Regions from separate parts of the Mus musculus genome. Here region 2 is linked to region 1. The links are chromatin contacts, called in public Hi-C maps. All regions are on one chromosome and are shown on one strand. Each heading gives the region's core, a stretch centred on a gene start, on an enhancer-like site or on the middle of the called end of the contact. The rest is flanking DNA. Distances are from core to core; before and after follow the strand shown. Region 1 overlaps Gm46343 (a long non-coding RNA gene). Region 2 has its middle 190 kb from the start of Gm29835.

Region 1 (5,014 bases), core at 785-3,284:
ATGAAAGTAATATTACCACATTTTTATCTCAAGAGGCTGAACCGGTTACACTAGTTTTTCCTCTAATCAAATTTTGTATTACATTCTCACTGTACCTCAGGCAAGAAAAGTCAAAAACCCAGAAATAGAAGCCATGATTAAATATTCCAATCACCTTCCAGCTGCTTCAGCTATAGCTTTGCCCTTCCTGAAGGACAGAGGAGACAAGAGGGGGCAGAAAGTACCATGGGACACTGGTAAGCGGGGAAGATTTGACCCAGGAACCAGATCCTATCGGGTCAGAATCCCTAGTCCCTGAAACTCCTAAGAGCCTGAGATTCAAGCCACCTCCCAGCAAGAAGAGCAGGACTCAGGGACACTCTAGGAGTGGCCATAAGACTTAAAGCGAAATATCAGTTCTGGAAAGCAGTGAAGGTCCCCAGTGTCCACAGAGCTTCTGAAGACCAAATGGTAAGGCCACGAGGAAGCCTTTGCTAATTTCTATAAAGAAAGGTAGAAAGGAAACCGCATTAAGCCAGCCCTTCAGATAGGTGAGGGGTGAGCTCAGACAGAACCCCCAAAATAGACCCGGGTGGCTCCTAAGTCAGCTTTCACTTCCACCAGACCTGGAGTTGCACTTCCAGACAGGCCCGGTGGTTGTTGGAAGGGCCCACAGTGGTGAGTTGTGACTCAAGCTTCTCCAGCCACTCACTGCCACCTGTAACCACAGTCAGGTTAGTAGAGGAAGTTCCCTGGCAGAGCGCAGCCATTGTGAAACTGACTGAAAGCAACGGGTTCTGACTAACGTCTTCACCTGTTTCACACGGACTGGAGGCAAAGTTCTTTGTGTTCTCTCAGGAGCCTTCCCAACTGCTAGCTCACTGGCCTCCATCTCTATACAACAGGAAGAGTCAAGGACCCATCAGTTCACTCAAGAGGCTCACAGCTTCTTTACCTCTTTGTACTTCTTTACCTTCAATGACTTTAGGGGCTGGTGAAATGGCTTGGGAGAAGGCAACTGCTGCCAGGCCTAATGACCTGAGTTCCATCCCCAAGAATCACATGGTAAAAGAAAAGTACAGCCTTCCACAAATTGCCTTCTCACCTCCACACATATACCACAGCACACACGTACCAATGCATGTACGTATATACACACATACATGGATGGATAGATAGATAGATAGATAGATAGATAGATAGATAGATAGATAGATAGATAGATAGATAGATAGATAGATTGATAGACAGACAGACAGACAGACAGACAGACAGACAGACAGACAGACAGACAGACAGACAGACAGACAGATAGATAGATAGATAGATAGATAGATAGATAGATAGATAGATAGATAGATAGATAGATAGATAGAACAGCTTATTGGGTACATCCCAGCACTTGGAATGGGAAGGTAAGACAGGAGGATTGAAAGTTCAAGACTAGTCTGGACTATTTTGGAAGACCATGTCTCAAAAACAAAAAGACCTAGGTTTTCAGAGGTCCATAGAAAGAAAAGGAAGCTAGCCACATAGCAATGGCAATGCCTCACATGCTAGTCATTAAATTTCCCTTGGGTTTTTGTCTAGGGAAAAAAAAGAAGTGCTACTTTTAGATCTCTATCTGTCCTAAATCTACCCAAACGAATACTCTATGAAGGTGCAGATATAAACTCTTGATGGTGAGAAAACTCTTAACGTGGAATGAGCAGGAGAGATAAACAGGAAAAGTGCAAGAGAAAGGGGGTCTTGGAGATACAGCAGGACTGCAGTGTGACTTCCCTTAAGTGGACTGTAATTTTCCTCCTCTAATAAAGGGAAGCCGCCACCCTGCTATAAACAGAAGTGGAGTCTTCCAAAGGCTTGTAACTTGATCCCTTTCTACCCTCACTGCCAGCCAAGGATCCACAGCCAAACCTTTCTGCATTCACAGGAAAAGTGGGATCTGAGACTCAATCTATGTAAATTGGTGGTTGCTAAGATTAGAAGCAATAGGGCAGGACTGCTGCTCAGCCAGTGCTCACCTACCACAGAAATGGGGGCAGAGGACTGGACGTTTAAGGTCAGCCTTGGCTATGAAAAGCAGCCAAGGGCAGCCTTGGGTCCATGAAACCCTGTGTCAAAAAAGTAAATTAAAACAAGTGTGGTCATGATGCAACAGAAGGACCTTGGCACTTCACTCGAAAAGCTGGAGGTTGTCCAGGCGCAGGCACAGTCATCTGCTTAGTCCCTCCCCAACTTCCTTCAGCAGGGTACTTCATGACCTGTAGGAGAGTGGTGGAGACTATTTTAACTCATAGATGATCTTACCTGTGGTACAAAGCCGAGATGAAGTTCTTCTTCAAAACAACCAGTTTAGAAGAGTTATAGCATTGTGGCCATGGCAGCCATGAAGGGACTCTGAAGTAGGAGAACATTAGATATAGACAGTTGTTATATATAGCATGACAGTGATGCTGAACGTGGAGACATCAGTTCCCTTTAGTTATAAAGGTTAGGAGGTACAGCGTTGTGTCACAGACAACATGATGGGGTCCAGAAGGAGACAGAAGGAGCCTTCAGCTTTATGGGAACAAAGACAATAACGTGCTCTTGTAGGCCTCTGTTGAAGGGGGGGCTAAGTTCCACTCTGCATGACCTACTTACTGTACCTACCATGCATTAGGATGGGTTCTGCACATGACAGGAGTCCAATTCAAGGTTGCCTTGGGTCTGGGTGATGGGGAGGGAAGCAACTCTTGCTTACAGATATAAGGGGGAGGGGGAGGTCAGCTGTTCTGTCCAGAAAGAGGGAGACTGAGAAGAGTAGGTGTGGCCTGATTTCTCAGAAAGATACTAGCAAGATGATCTGGGATCTATTAATCATGGGATTGGATCTGGGACCAGAGATCAGAGATCAACCATGACCCCTATGACAAGGTAAGCCTCATAGGGTTTCTCCACCCTCAGCAAGCTCCAAAGGGGCAAAAAATTGATGGGAAAGCTAGCACGAAAGGAAGTCATCATCGCAACTTAACTCCTTTACCTAACTCAACTGGTTCATTGCCTCGTCATGTCCCAGACCGGGGCTACAAGGGTGAACATGAAGGAAGTCTCAGGTATAGACTGGACCCAGATTCTGCTTGGACTTAAACATAGTAGACAGAGAGATGACTCACGGCACCATAGCCATAAAACAGCAACTGTCATAAATACTGTATTCGCCCTAGTATCTGGTGCTTAGACACCTGCTAAACCTGTCAGTCCCCCTTTCACAGGGGAGAAGGCCAAGGCCAATAGACCTTAGAGCAATCCAAGATTTAAAGCAACACCATGGGAGAGAGCAATACTCAGGAGTGATGAGGGTACATGCAGCCAGAAGGGGAGGATAGCTTAAAGTCATGTCTATTGGTGTGGTTCCTCTTCTCCTTATTCGGACTGATTTGTGCTTTCATGGTCCAGGGTATAATTACTTCTGGAGTGAGAACATTAAAGTAGGCTACAAGGCATATTTGGGGAAGAAACTAGATTAAACTTTTAAATAGAGAAAACAGCACTCTTCTTATTTGAAGGGAAAATATAGAAGGGAAAAAAAAAAGGTCTTCACAAAGTAGGTTGGGGTCCCCGGTGCTGATGTATATCTTGACATTGCAGCCAATACTTAAATGGGGAATGTTAGACACTGAGGAAGACAGTGGCTGGCAACACTTTACTGTTGTGTACTGGTGTGCTTTCTTCGAGTACACTCTGCCAGAATGATGCTACACCAAAAAGGCTGCTAGGCAGACATGCTTCAAAGTGCAAGGCTGAGGCTGCCATGGACAAGCAGAACATTCTGCTCTGGGCCTCAGGTTTCTTCCATGTAAAATCCTGATCAAAGTCATATCTTACAAGGCTATGAAAATTATATAAGTTACAGCATCTATAGACCTCTCATGGTATGGATGCTATTCTAAACTGCAACACACTAACTCTTTCAATCCACACACAGCTCTATCACAGACCTCATTTAACAGATCTGAGGTTCCCATTACTTCCTGGGAGGAAAACTACTGTCCATTGACTGGCATGAGGCTACAACTTAGAGTTTCTTTTAGATTAGAAACTTGTGCCACTAAGACTGCATATCACTTTCCTCTCAGTCTCTGCTTTCTACCAGCAGCCTGTAGTAGATGCCCAGTAAGGATTCACTGAGTTAGCAAGCACAGATACTTGAAATCCTGAAGAACCCCAGAGAGAGGCCCTAACAAGTTGATCGATTTTCTACAAGAAATCTACACTTGCAAATCTCAATATCTCTCTCTCTCTCTCTCTCTCTCTCTCTCTCTCTCTCTCTCTCTCTCTCTCTCTCTCTCTCTCTCTCTCTCCCCCCCCCTCTCTCTCTCTCTCATTGAGTTGGTTTCATAACCTAAATATGGGAATGCCAAGTAAATGCTTCCTTTGAGAAAGCCTTGAATGTGTGCTATGGTGAGAGCTGCAAGCCATATTGAGCCTGTGTGCTGGTCTTGTTGTGACTCTGCACTACCCCAGGGGCAGCTTTCCTCTGAAGGACCAACAGATACCTCAGGAGTCCCTTAGAAGCCATGGGCAGGAGCCACCTTCAGAAGCAATGGTACCTCGGAATCTTGCCTCAATTGCCAAGCAAAGGCTTGTAAACATGGGCCCTCTTCCTCTTTCCCTCTTCCTCTCCTTCCATGCCTTCCTCCATATCCCTCCTCTCTCCCTCCTTCCACACTTTCCCCTCCAGACTGCAGAATCCTACAGCACAATAGTCAGAATTCCAATACAGAAAGCCTTCCCACTGGCCACATGCTGAGGCAAATCTATAAAGACACAGAGCCAGGAGACACTACTAGCTTCTTCATGCTGCTAGGGGAGAAAGAAGGCACCGTCTACAGCCGATCATAGACTCAGGAGCCTGATGCCTCCCGTTCCATCCCTGTGCAAACAGTTTCTCCAGGAAAGGAATCTGTCTTTGCCATCTTCTTGGACCACATATTCCCCATTTCCAAAATATCCCATCAGACTCCACTGGTACAGTTCTTCTTAGAGTTCA
Region 2 (5,014 bases), core at 1,108-3,607, 480 kb before region 1:
CTAACAAAGACATGGTCCTGTGAGGGGTGAACACAGCATCCAATGTCATAGTCTGAAAGTCTAGTCTAGGCAAAGAGGGTGGGAGGGGGCTGTATGAGGGATTCAGGCTCCCCTTCCCAACCCTAACTTTTGAGATACTCCATTCCAAGCCCTGCAAAGTGTTACTCTGTTCAGTCTTGCTTCCCTGACAACCCCTATGAACACAAAAGTTAGGAAATTTAAATAGTCATGAACATCAAGAGGCTTCGAGCTGGAGAACAAAGCATGATTGTTTTATTTGAAGCCTTTTCTGGATCAATTTTTCTCAAATTACCAGTGCATAACCACTCAAAATGTCTGGTTGTTCTCATCAAGGTCCAAAGGGTGACTAAGTCAGGCAACTGAGTCTCAGGATTCAGACAATTGTGTCTCAACTCCATGTAGGCTGACTTGTGAACCACCATATGGGATTCAAAGGCTGACCCACTCCTCCCCTGCAGGAACTCCTTACTACGTCCAGAACAGTCTGCTAGTGCTGTGGTCACCTTATACCCTTCCCAACGATAAGTGGTTGTCTGACAATTTCAGGTCTACCACCTTCCTGCCACTCTGTCTCTAGCTTCATCCAATCCTTTCCTACCCTCCCTTAATCCAGAGCGGGAAGGTATAAAAATAACTTTCCCCCGAATGTTTGTCTATTGAGTTCAAAGCATGGCAGCATGTTGAGCTCAACAAATATTTAAGTTCGACTTGATTCTCTGATGCTAGGAGCCTGACAAGAAGTTCTGACATGTGGCACTCAGTGGAATGACTATAGATGACAATTTTGGATGTGTACTCCAAATGGATTTTGAATGCTCTTAACACACACAAAAAGATAATGTCTAAGGAAACAATCAAACAATCTATACATTCATTAAACTTCATACAATATTCCATGAACGTGCACAATGCTTGCATTCATCAAAGGAGGGCATTTTTTTTTTCATGAAAACATACAGAACAACTGTACACACCTAACCATAGACCAGACACTGTGTAAAGCCTAAGATGATGAAAACACATGCAGAGAAATAAAGACAAGATGAGCAGCAGGAACGTGCAAGCTCCTATAAGAGGAGCTCTGTAAATCTGTGCCTGTATCCCCATGACCTGGTCCAGGCATCTTCTTTTCTAGAATTCTAAACATTACTAAGTGATGCTACAGACCTATTGATTAGACTGCGACTCCTGCATTGCAAGCAGCGCCTATAGACCCATGTGCTCAGCACTTTAATTAACTCAGGAGGATCAGAGATGTTTCTGGAAAGTAGAAGAATTAGCAACGGTGGACATTAAAACAATGAGTAAGAGTTGGGTTATTAATAAAGTCAGTAAAGTACCCGACTTGCAAGCATGAGTGAGGTACTACTGAGTTTGTTTCTCAAAAGCCCTTTTAAAACAAAACAGAGTGGGTGTGGTTTGTGCTTAATCTCAGTGTAGAGAGGTGAAGTCTAGTGGGTCCCTGAGGGTCACTTTTCAGTTGGCTCAGGCTACTTAGGGACCTCTGGCCAGTGAGAATGCCTAAATAAAAATACGGTGGACAGCACCTAAAGAGGAAAACCAAGGCTGTCCCTTAGCCTTGACATGAATATGACACCACACACACACACACACACACACACACACACACACACACACACCCAGTTGCAGGTGGGTGGGGGGATTGTTCCAAACAGTATCCACTGTAGAAGCAGAGGGAGAGTAAAGAAAAACCTTAGGAAGGGCTTCCCTTTGCCTGGTGCCTTGCAGCTGTAAGGAGAGACAACACACATACACCACATACACACACACACACACACACACACACACACACACACACACACACACATACAGGAGTCATCCTTCTGCCTTCCCAAGACTGCTATTTGTCTGCAGGCTGCCGAAGTGGATAGCCACATTTCTGTTAAGCTTCTTATCTCAGGAGGTTTTCATTTCTTTGTCGCCTGCTCACCTGCTTAGTATGTTATAGTCAGAGCCACCTGATCATTTTTTTTTAACAAATAAACCCCACTTTGATTTGAGCTCTGACTCCATCACACATTTGCCCAGTGGGCAAGCCACCTAGCTCTGCTGCAAACCTCTGTCCATGTCCCCGAAGAACGGACCAAATAGCAGATAGTAGTGCTCATGGTTAAGAAGTCAGGCATGGGAGCCCAGGCACGTAGCCGGCACAGAGTAAAGAAATGCTGTGAAGAAATCACTATTGAAACTAACAAATCGTCCTCTCATTTGAATCTTCAGACTCGACCATCTACGTGGTACAGTGATGAGCTCATGGCCTTTCCACTGTTGAAGCTCTTTTAAGACACATCAGCCCGGGACAGTGGTGACTCCTTGTGTTCCGATGGCCCCGTTCCAAGGCAAATGTTTAGGCTTGGCGGAGGGCTTGACAAGTTGCAGTCAGTGAGAGTTCTGTGCTTTAAAGAGAGATAAACATGGAAGCCTTTTTGTTTTGGGGGTTTGTTTTGTATTGTTTTTAATTTGGAGGGGGTGGAAGAGCTATGAGGAGAGGAGCTGCTTTCTCAGCAGGCATATAATAGCCATACAGGTGCACTGCCTCCTGGTGACACAGGGTGAACATTTGACCCACAGAGCCCGGTGAAGCCATCCCTGGGAGAGCCTGGAGCAAGTGCAATGCTGACTGTGTGCAGCCCTGTTTGACTTGGCTGTGGGCCCTGCAAACCTGGCAACGAGTATAGCCCAGAGGAAAACAGCCTTGACATTGACTCTGGTCAGTGCCATGCTCCGGGCCACCTGTGGGTTTCACAACCTTCTTTCTATTGCCCACAGCATCCTGGCCGGTTAATTTGTGTTCCCAGAAAAGAAAGATCCCATTGCTCTCTTGCTCTGGTGCTCAGTATCTGGTCCAGGTCGATGCCTAAAGGCACTCACCTGTGTACACCTCCTAGTACAGGCGCTGGGCCAGCTGTACCCTCAGAAGTCTTTGTTCATTCCGGTTTCTCTCCTGTTTCCAAGCACCAATAAATATGCAAGTTCTATTGCGATGGGGAAGAAACTAACTAACGTTCAGTAAGCACCTGCCTGGAGCCAGGTGCTGTCACACACAGCACCTTGTTTAATCCTCACAGCAGCGCTATAGGCAAAAAGTTAATACCTATATTCACTTGATAAAGAGGGTGAGCTTCCGAAGGCTTAAGCAATCTGGAGGCAGAGTGCATCGGTATGGACCAGATTTGCCTCCAGTCTTCCGAATCTCAGTTTATAGTCTGCATTCACTGAGATGCCTCCTACGATGTTCTGGAAAGAATAGTGCAGGTGGGGTTTGGGGAGCTCTGATATTGTGATTTTCAGATGAATCATTGCTTCACTTAATGGTTATAAAATGAAGGAGTAGACAGGTTGTCTCTCAGAGTGCTTTTGACTTGAATGTATTACATATTACACGCACACATCAACAGTAAATATAACATGCATGGAATTACTGCAGAGATGGGCAGAGCTGTGCTCTTGATGGAGTTCTATCGTGGACTCTGTGGAGGAGGTAACTCTAAAGGTATCCAGGAACCTTCCTATACCAAGAGAAATGGCATAAGCTTCCAGTAATGAGGGCCATTTAATTTATATATTTACAATAGCCCATTGCTCACAGCTCAGCAGTTCCTCCTCTGGTCTTCCTTTGCCCTGGCTAATGGCTCTAGTCTGATGTGTCACAAATACAAGAATCCACACTGAGGCCCCCAAGGGCAGAGCAAGCTTTACAGCCAAGATACATGGCTACACCAAGGGTAGCCATGGGAATGATTGGAGAGGGGACTCTGTGCCGGGAACCACGGTATGTGAACACTTTCACCATCCTCACGGCATACACAGAGAAAGCAGAGGCAGCAGCAGCGCTATAGGCAAAAAGCGAATACCTATAATCACTTGATAAGGAGGGTGAGCTTCCGAAGGCTTAAGCAGAGCTCACCGATACAGACCAGACTTTACAGCTGGGGAAACTGAAGCCCAGGAAGTTCACACACTCAGCTCCTGGTGAGGGGAAGCTTGGAGCTTAAGCCCATTGGTTGCTCTAGCCAGAAGAAGTATGCCTGTGGTCTTTCTCTTGTGTCCTCATGCCCTGATCTCAAAAACAGAAGCTGCAGTGGAAAAAAAAATAACAGAAAGAAACCAAAGGTTACTAAATAGGCATGATGTGCTGGCCACGTGATGTGAGTCATTTGAAGTCATTCTTGTAGCAACACCTTGTTTTTTGTGGTATCTCGAATAAACCATGGCTGAGAAACTAGAACAGGTCTGTTGTGTAGGGAGTAGAGGTTTTGACTCCCTGTGGTCTTTCTGACTACATGTTCTACGTGTTACCTGTCACTGGCTGTTGGAGCAAGTCGGTTTTCCCAGGCTGTTCCTCTCCCCAACCCCCATCTGTAACTGCTTCCCTCTTTGTTTCTGGCGTGAGAATGAATCAGTTGCCAGTACAATCTTCAGGTCCTACTTATGTTGGGGAAAACCTCAACTGAATAATGGAAATGAAGAATGCTAAAACATAACTCTACCAAGTAGAACATTTAGATGTGTGCATTTACTTAATGTCTTCAGATCTATGTTCCCATGGACCAGGGAGGAGTCAAGAATAGCATAGCAATGATTTCAGCCCTCTGGATCCTAGTGCAGCTCGCTGTAGGGAGCCAAATGCCCAGTGTCTTTCCCTGCTGCCCTGTGAATGGATGCTGCAATTACAGGTGACAGAGCCTCTTGGGCCTTGTGAGCTTCTGTGTGGATTCTTGTACTCGTGACATGTCAGCGTATACCAAAGCAGAGGAAGAGCACTCCAGGACCTGCTAAACTACCACTATAATAGGCTATTTAAAAATACGTTGAAGTGCCAGAAAGATGGGTACCATAGGCCTCTAAGAACACATTCAAACAGCCGTCTTGAAATATATTTAATTTATGAAATCTTGCTATTAAAATCCAATTGACTCAACCAGATAGCTATAGTTTTAAGGTAACCACCTTCAGGGGAAGAGTAAGGAGT

Evidence for each region. Hi-C and Micro-C count contacts between places; a contact is called where the count stands out from the background.
Region 2: a Hi-C map of liver shows a contact between it and region 1, with 4 times the contacts expected there. The contact joins two enhancer-like sites. A contact is called at or near these places in 1 of 484 Hi-C or Micro-C datasets (liver) and 3 of 115 datasets of contacts at active chromatin or transcription factors (CD8 T cells, embryonic stem cells and memory CD8 T cells).

What each region holds. Positions count from the first base shown.
Region 1 is chr12:25,307,586-25,312,599 of GRCm38.p6, reverse strand. It overlaps Gm46343 (a long non-coding RNA gene), which reads right to left. Exons shown (of 3, transcript XR_001780576.2): 3 at 1,355-2,243. Among named protein-coding and RNA genes, the nearest start is that of Gm46343, 6.3 kb to the right of the region's middle. Within about 2 kb of position 2,034, at least 105 of the 459 cell types and tissues checked have an H3K27ac peak or open chromatin away from gene starts, as enhancers often do. A contact at or near this core is called in liver, where this site is marked.
Region 2 is chr12:25,783,739-25,788,752 of GRCm38.p6, reverse strand. No RefSeq gene overlaps it. Among named protein-coding and RNA genes, the nearest start is that of Gm29835, 190 kb to the left of the region's middle. Within about 2 kb of position 2,357, at least 20 of the 459 cell types and tissues checked have an H3K27ac peak or open chromatin away from gene starts, as enhancers often do. A contact at or near this core is called in liver, where this site is marked.